Regions from separate parts of the Mus musculus genome. Here region 1 is linked to region 2. Evidence: chromatin contacts called from public HiChIP or PLAC-seq data. All regions are on one chromosome and are shown on one strand. The core of a region is the stretch at or near the end of the contact, and the rest is flanking DNA. Distances in the headings are between cores, read along the strand shown.

Evidence for each region. HiChIP or PLAC-seq counts read pairs in DNA pulled down with a chosen protein or histone mark.
Region 1: an H3K4me3 HiChIP or PLAC-seq map of embryonic stem cells shows a contact between it and region 2, with 16 read pairs. The contact joins the promoter of Fryl here to the promoter of Slc10a4 in region 2. A contact is called at or near these places in 1 of 39 promoter capture datasets (embryonic stem cells), 2 of 115 datasets of contacts at active chromatin or transcription factors (embryonic stem cells and neural tube) and 2 of 9 other capture datasets (adipose tissue and embryonic stem cells).

Annotation. Positions count from the first base shown.
Region 1 is chr5:73,254,434-73,258,618 of GRCm38.p6, reverse strand. It overlaps Fryl (FRY like transcription coactivator), which reads left to right and starts at 2,001. Exons shown (of 63, transcript NM_028194.2): 1 at 2,001-2,219.
Region 2 is chr5:73,004,882-73,009,399 of GRCm38.p6, reverse strand. It overlaps Slc10a4 (solute carrier family 10 (sodium/bile acid cotransporter family), member 4), which reads right to left and starts at 2,496. Exons shown (of 3, transcript NM_173403.2): 1 at 1,744-2,496; 2 at 830-1,040. The coding sequence starts at 2,333.

The DNA.
Region 1 (4,185 bases), core at 752-3,251, 250 kb before region 2:
TCAGGTTCCTTGTCTTCATTCAGATTTAGTCAGCATGGATGGAAAATATTGGGAGGACGAGGGATTTAAATTATTGTTGGCGTGCACTATGTAGCAAGTCCCACCCTGATCACGTCTGCATTGGACATGCATAGATGTTATTGGTCATCATTCTCTCAGTGATCCAGTACAATAGTGAGTCCCATAGCACTGACATTGTGTTAGCTATTAGAGACACTCCAGCGTTTATTTTCAATATGTAGAGGACTCTGCATGCTACATGTCAATGGCATGTGATTTTATAGGAGACCTGAATAACGGAAGATTAGGGTATCCCTGGGGTGGGGGGTCTTTGAAGAAATTCCCTTGCAGATATGGGAAAGAGGGATGACTGTATCTGGAGGAGTAGGTTGGAAAGGGGGCTTAGTTAAAGGCCGTAATTGGGTGCTTGTATTTGTGAAGGCCTTATAAAACAGCTAGGTTCCCATCTCTTGTCTCAGCGTGTGACAATCGTGAGGGGCTGAGACTTTAGCTCACTGGTAGAGGACTTACCTTGAATGCATGAGTCCCTAAATTCATTCCCACTGCTGCAAAAATGTACAAACAATTTAAAAGGAAGGACCTGCAAACACCAATCAAGTCCCGCCTCTCTTACTGCTCCTCGATAATAATGGCTCTCTGAGTTCAGGAAAAAAGCCTTATCTCTCAACTGTCTATGCTTATTTCCCTCTCTCTAAGCTGGTCTGGTCTAGGGCGGCATTGGGCACAGCCACTTTCTTGGCACTACTGGAGGTGACTGCTGCACCTGTAGGGATCCTCTGACGTCGTCAAAGGATCGTCAAAAGTATCAAAGACCATAGAAAATAGAGAGAACACTTAACCTGTTCCTTACTATTTCTTGGCGGGTCCGAAAGCCATAACCACACTCAGGTTTTTTGGAAATAACCTTCGTTTCCTATATCTGGGGTAGGAACCTGGTGCTAAGTTAATGCAGATCCCGAGGTTGTCGCAGGATTCCTCTCCTTTAATGAGCAGGGTTCTGCCACTCAGGTTTCTCCTGGCGAGACTTCTCCCTCTTCCTTTGGGTAGATGTGCTTTCCCCGGAAAGGTGCCACTGTCCTTCAAAGACTAGCCCTCTGGTGTCCACATTTGTAACAAGAGGAACTTTGAGAATATCAGCAAAGAGGAATATATGTTTAATCTTTCCAAACAATTTTTAAAAATAATAAAAAATAGCATAGTCCCGCGCAAATGCCAGTATGACACACAGGACGTGACCTAAACGGAACTTCTAATGGGAAGAACTTAACGCTTTTCTGAACGTCCTATTGCAAGATAAACAAGGAAACCCCTGGGTTTGAAGACACCTTCGTTAATTCTTCCGGGTGCGTAAAGCCAGGAAGTCAAGGATGTGAGCAGAGTAGACAGGGAGTGTGAACTTGATTAATTCTCAGGAGCCAGTATTAGGATTTCAGGTGTTCTCACTCCATTCACGAAATAGGATTGGGCTCTCAGGATCCCGCAGCTGCTGTGGTGTGCTTTTTATCTGAAGATTTTTGCATCCTTTCCACCTCTCTTTCCCGCCTTCCTCAGTATAGGTTGTTTGTGCTCGACCTCTACCAACATTTAAAGGTACAGAGGCTTTGAGGGTGCCAAAATAGGGAAGACTTTACGACTGTCTTTCAGCCGTCCAGGGAGAGTGATAAAAGGTAAGGGGCGTGCAGACTTGCCTTTTCTTACCCAATCAGGTGCACAGGAAGATGTCTTTCTACCAATAAAAATAAAGTTAGCTTTCCGGAGGCGGGAGGGTGAGCCGTGACTGCCAGTTCTCCAAAGCAACGTTGGAGGCGAGGACCGAGAGTGATTAGAGGTAGGTCCAACCCGGGGGAGGGGGCGGGGCGAAGGTGGGGAAACTCTGAGCGGCGGGGAGGCCGGCCAGTGGAGGGCGAGGACCGCTGTTCCTGGTGTAGTATCCTTCGCCAATCAGGAAGGCGAGTGGGTGGGCGGGGCAGAGAAGGGGTGGGCAGAGCTCGCAGCACTGCCGGGCGCCCGTCGGGCTCTGGGAGAGACAGAAATCCGGTTAAAATCAGAGTCGGAGGGAGGTTTAACCACGAATCGGTCCCGATCGGATTATTCCTTAAAGGGGACGCGCCATTGTCAAAGAGAACGGAGCCTGGGGCCCGAGGGCGGGGACCGGCGGCGCTGGAGGAACGAGGCAGCTGCACGGGACTGGGGACCTGGTAGGTGCTGTTTGGGGAAAGGCGCTTCATTTCACTTTCTCTTCCAGCGCGGGGGCAGGATCCGGGATGCCCGCCGACCGTCGGCCGTAGGATCCGGGATGCCCGCCGACCGTCGGCCGTGGGATCCCGGGTCCCCGGCCCTGGCCCGGCTGCCCTTCTTGCTGCGAGCCGCGAGGGAGGCGGACCGGGATGGGCGGCTGCGGCGCCGACTGGGGAGGCTCCTAACGGACGCGGGCGCGGTACTGAGCCGGGGTCAACCGAAAGCCCGTCGGAGCTGCGGCAGACCCGTGGGGGAGCACCGCGCGCCCCGCTCTGCTGCGCGCCTCCTTCCCGGCCCGTGCCCGGCTCTCCCCGCGCTCCCGGCTGCCCTGGTCGCGCGCCGTCGTCTCCACGCTCGCTCCGCTCTTCCCGCGCGCCCGGCTGCCCTGAGCGCGCTCCCTGCGCCGCTCGGCGCGCCGGCTTGGTTCGCACGCCGCGGGTTCACCGCGACCCGGGAACCGCCCGGCGAGGAAGCGGGCGGCGGGGCGGTGGCGGCAGGCGCTACTGCTGGGTTGATCATCCGACCCGGCTGAAGGTGCCGGCAGGCGGCCTCGGGAGGAGAGGCGGCGGGCTCGCGCTGCGCGCCGAGGTTGCCGGCCCGGCCGGGCATTGTCCGCGATCCTCCGCCGCGTCTCTCCGCCCACTGCTTGCGGTGCTGGGAGGGGTGCGGACCTGGGCGCAGAGCCCACTCCGCCTGAAGCGACGGCGCACCCCCGGACCCGCGCCTTTCCGGAGCCGGGGTCGGCCCGGCGGACGCCAAAGTCACCGCCCGCCGCCGGGCCTGTGCAGCCCGGGCCACCGGCTTCGCAGACACCGGCGCTGGCTCCTCGCGGTCCGGAGCTCAGCCGTGCAACTTTTCTTTGCCTTCTAATGGGAGTTGTTGCTTCCGGGCGGCAGGTTCTCCCGGCCCGGCCGAGCCTCGTTTCTTGCGTCTGCAGAGGCCGATATCTAAGGCGATCTGGGGCCTGAATGCTTTACTACTAGTCCAGCTTTGTTCCTCATTACCTACAATCGCTTTGCTTGTAGACTTTCGAGGATATAAGTCCCAGGTTGCTGTGTTAATAAAAGAATAAATAAACGGGTGGGGGAATGGCTGAGGGGCTAGAGCTTCAGACAGAACTAAATGTGCTTTAACCTTTGAACTAGGGAAAGTATTACCGGGACTCCACGACAGAAGCTCTTCGAGGAGGGTAGAAGGGTCTGTAGGATTGGGGGGGGGGGGGAACAATGAACAACTTTTGATGGAAATAAAAGTTGGTTTTATAAACTGCTGTTCCGCCTAGCAGGTGCCTTCCATAAAGTTGATCTCCCCTACTGAATGCAGGCATTGTAACTACTTGCAGGCAGGCACTCTTGCTATTGGTGAATCAAATAAGAGGTCTTTGCACTGTGAACATTCTGCCGGTGTTGAACTTGTCAATACTTGCAGCAGAAATCATAGCTAGAAACAACACATCCCTTGTTGGAGTCCTTATTTAGAAAAGAATGTTTTCATAAGCCTTCATTTTGACAGTTTCTTGAGCAATGGTTTGTAGAGCGCTTGGAGGCGGCAAGCTGCAGCCTTATCAAGGAAGTAGCATCCGGCCTATGATTCTTTGGTCTTATTTTTGTTTCTTATTTTCAAATGTAGCCGCTGATCCTGGTTGCCTTGTGCTCTGTTACAGTATTTTGTACTTTGCAAGAATGAATTTTGTTGAGACACCTGGCCCGGGTGGGTTTTTTCCTTCCTTTAAGGCAATGCAGATTTTAAAATTTGTTTATCTTTAAGCTACTGTCTAAGAACTCTTGAGTGAATGCTGAACGTTCCCAATCTCAACAATAATAACACAGAAACTATATTTGGGAAACAAGTCCAACTTGAGACATTGATACTTGAGAGAGAATTCCCTTGATAATATCCATTTTTGTTCCACCTTATTATTTTAAT
Region 2 (4,518 bases), core at 1,247-3,746:
ACATATAATATAATGTAACAGGGAAGCAAAAAGATACACAGGTTTAGAAATGACAGCATAATTTTCTCTATGCAGGACCTGGCTTTATTTTGTGCTTTAAGGCCAACATTCTGTGTGTTCTATTATATTGAGAACATTATCTTGCTAATTTGAATTTTTTAAGTAAGCTACTTAAGGATACTATTTCAGGTTTTGTTTCCTCAGAATTAGAGTTTCACTCTTGAAAACATACTTAATGCATTATAAAATGTTTTGAATAATTCTATTTAATCTGCTCTGATTTTTAGTACTATTCAATTTGTGGGAATTGCTTGCCATTTTGTGGTTTCGTTTGTTTGTTTTGAGACTTAGTCTCACTATGTAGCTCCTGTCCGGGAACTCACTATGCAGACCAGACTGGCCCTGTACTCGGTGATCTGCCTGCTTCTGCCTCCCAAGTGCTTGGATTACAAGCATGTGGCTCTGTACCCTGCTAATGTTTGCAATTTGACCACACTGTGCCCCCATGAGTGGTTACTAATTGTTCATTTTCAGAGGTCTCACCACCTACCAGGCAGGAGTTGAGACAGGGTCTTGCTTTGTAGTCCAGACTGGTTTCAAACTCCAGACCCTGAGCACCGGGATTACCACTTGCATCATTATTCCCAACATGAGCTGTGACTTAATTAGAGATATTCCCCTAGGAATTTCCCACCTCAGACATTAGGCTTGCCGTATACACCTAAGTATGTCCCTGAAAGGCCTTTGTATCCTTCCCTGCTTTCCAAACCTCCTAGCTTGCCTGCCACTCTTCAGAGACCAGACTCTAGGAAGAGAAGAGAGAGCCTACCTTCACGATGTAGTCAGCCACGCGGTTGTATTTGTAGCGAATGAAGACGCCTAGCCCAATAGGAATGAGAGTGCTGCAGAGAGTCAGGGTGACTGCCCCTAGGGGGAGCAATTGCACCAGAGGGGTATTGATCCAGGCACGGCTGTAGATCCAGAGGCAGAGGGGCATCAACACCAGGGCCAGGAGTGTGGAGGAAATGGTCATGATGATGCTGCAAAAAGGTATGAGCAGAAGTCAGAAAGGGATTTGAGCCAGAGTCAGCCATGTCTTTCCTTACCTGTTACAAAGCCCCGGGAAGGGAGGTGGTAACACTGCAAGCCTCCGGGTTGAAGTCTGCAGAGAATCTATTTTATCATGTCGCAATAGAAACAGGAATTCAGGCAAGACAATGACCTAGGATGCAGGACCCAGGACAGCTGCCCTGGGCGTCGTGAAGCCTGGAAACTGGGTACCTGAGAGGATGCGAAGGAAAGAAACCTTTTTTCTTTTAACCCTACCAAATAGCCTGCAGCACGGAAGCTGGCGAAGCGACTTGTTGGATGAAACTCGATTACATTGCACTCTCAAGATTACTTTCCTTATGGGACTACAGTCCTGATTTGCTTTTTTTGCATTTCCTTCGAGTCCTAGCTTCTGACTTCTCCCTTCTCTTTGCCCTCCTGGAGACATGAGTTAAGACCTTGTCTCTCCGGGAGGGGCTGTGTGTGAAATCCCAGGGCCTTTAAGCAGCTAGGTTCTAGTCTAGATCTTCCCCCACTGACACACAATCTTTAAATGTCCGCCAGGATTTCAAAGCCAAGCCTCCATATACCCATCCCCACCCCATCCATCCCTCCTCAGGGCTTCACCCAAAGGACTCCAACACACCCCTCTTGCTGTGAATTTTATGGGTTGGGGTGAGAAAGAGGCCATACCTGAGGTTCATGTCGCCGTCTACCAGCAGGGACATGAGATTGGAGAGATTTCCACCAGGACAGCAGCCACATAGGAGTACAGCCACCGCGGCCACCTCATCCAGCTTGAAGATGAGGGCCAGCAAGAAGGCTAGCAGCGGCAAGAAGCCGAACTGGCAGAGCGCAGCCAGCAGAGCGCCCACGGGCCGCCGGACGTGCGCCCCGAAGTGGTTCACGTCCACGGTACAGCCTAGACCCAGCATGGTGATGCACAAGGCGGCGCCCACAAACACATTCAGCCCGTGGTTGAGCGGCGTGTCCCAGAATGGGGGCTCGTGGGGGATCCAGGGCCGGGGGAAAGCGGAGGAGCCCTGGCCAGCCACGCCGACCGTGAGGCTGCTGCTCGTGGGCTCTGGAGTCGGGGTTGCCTCGGGGCTAAAGCCGATGCTTGGACTTGGAGCGAGGCTGAGCCCCGGACCGGGACTAGAGGTGACAGCGAGAGGCGAAAGGGTGCTGGCGCTCGGGCTGCCGGCGTTGGGAGACAGGGTGAGGTTGTCAGGCAGCAGCGAGGACGGGGCAAGGAGCAGGGTGGTGTTGTCCAGGCTGTCCATGGCTCTGTCGCCGAGGCACGGTCTGCAGGGGCTGTCCCTGGCCACACCTCCTCCCTCGGTCCTGTGGTCCCTTTTACCTGTCTGTCTGGTCAAGCGTCCCCGCGGCGTCGGTGCGGCGGGCCGGTCGTCGCTGTGGTGTGCATGCTGCCCCACAGCTGGCACTGAGCGCCGCGCGGCCCTGTCGCCGCCCGCCCGCACCGCAGGCCCCGCCCTGCTGCTCGGTCCCCTCCTTTTAATCACAGCTAAGTGGTTCTGTACCAGTGCAGCCAGGGGTGGAACAAAGACCCGACAAAGCCCAGGAGGGCGGAGAAGACCAACCAGGCCTGGCTACCCATCAAATTCTCTGATGGCCCTGCCTTTTTTTCTTTTGAAAATAATTTTTCTAGTTCAAATGTTAAATTTGAACATAAAGTCCCATGTGAGGTTTGGATAGATGTATAAGCTTGTCAAGTCATATTGAATGTAGCTCCTTAAACATTTATCTGATTTTTTTTAATGATGAAAACATTTCCAATGCTTTCGCCTAGCAGTACAAAATTATCTTTAGTCAGATTGCCCAGCAGCTGCGCACCAGAACTCGGCCTCTTTGGTAATGAAATTTAGAGGGCCAGACTCATCGAATGGAGAAAAAGAAGTTTATCTATGTATATGTAAGTCATATATATAAATAGCTTAAATAACCCGCAGCCCTACCCATAGAGGCACCAGGCTTCATGTGAGCCAGTCTAAAAGCAGCACATGTCTGTGGCTTAAATTCGTAAATGAAAGTGTTAAGCCTTTATGTCCAGTCTAAGACTTAAAAAACAATAATACTGATCATGGTTTTTTGAGCCTAGTGCTATTTCAGAGCCAGGGCAAACCCATGGGCTCTATACTCTGTCTACAAATTCTATTTCATTTGTATCGATACATTGCAATTGTACATATCTATTGTGGGTGGCATAGCATTTTAATCACAAACACAATGCTAACGATCAGATGAGAGCCTTTGGCACACATTTGCATTGTCTCTGCTTAGGAAACTTGAATCCTCCCAGGCCCTGTATTGAAAATATTCAATCACTTGTTGCCAGTTCCCCTTCTGGGTCATACCTGACTCTTACAGTTGGAGGCAGGACACCCCCACTTCCCCATACGAAGCTGCTAAGTACCTGGCTCGATCTCCACCTTGTTGTGAAGCTGGGCTGAGAAAAGTCTTGATGAAAACAATGAATGTTAAGGGTGTTGTGGTCAGCTTTCACTGCAAACGTCCATTCTAACTAACTAGGTAGTATAGACTTTGGGTCTGGTTTGTTTTAGTGTGTGAAGTTTTATTTGTTTGCAAGGATTTATATATATACATACACACATATAAAACAAGGTTTATAATGTTGTTAGAAATTTAAAGGAGTCAATGGCAGGTGGGGAGAAGACATTTCCATGGTCACAGATTTATGAAGTGTCATGAGTAGAGTCTCAGCACTGGGATCAGAGGACTGGACAGAAACGAAGTGTGGAGAGGCTTGCCCGCAGACAGGCTAATCCCCACACAAATCACATCAGAGTTTACAGGAACAGAGGCTCAGCAGTGTGAAGCCCATCACTCCATACATGTCAGAGGAAAGGCACTTCTCTCCACAGAGTGTATCTCCTAAGGAGGTGGGAATGTCCCTGGAGCAATTACAGCAGTGACAGCCAGTTGACAGCCAACATGGGAATGTCTAGCCTACAGTCAGGGCCCAGGGTGTTCTAGCTGAGCAAAACCAAGACGGAGTGAATTCTTCCCCACAGGAAATGATTCCTATCCCTTTCCCAGAGAGACAGGTGACACTGTGAGCCCCTGTCTTTGCTTTTCTTCCTCCCCGGGTCTCATGGAAACGGCAGAGGCTATGAAAAACTACAATCCTACCGTACTGAAGCACACACAATCTTCTACTCCTCCCCTGTAGGATTAACTCAAGGAGGTTAGAACTTCAGCAAACATTTGGGAACACAATATGTCCTAATGTCCTAAACTCAAAAAAAGGTGCATTCACATGTGTAAAGCTCTGAAGAACGTGGGCTGTAATGAAACATAGTCTATGTTTTCAAGACCTGTGAGGTTAAAAGACAGATGTGTAATGAGATATGCTCTTCATGAGTTGAGTACATCCTGACAGTGCCATTTTATCACAAGATCAGGGCGGCCTTACCTTCTGAGCCCAGC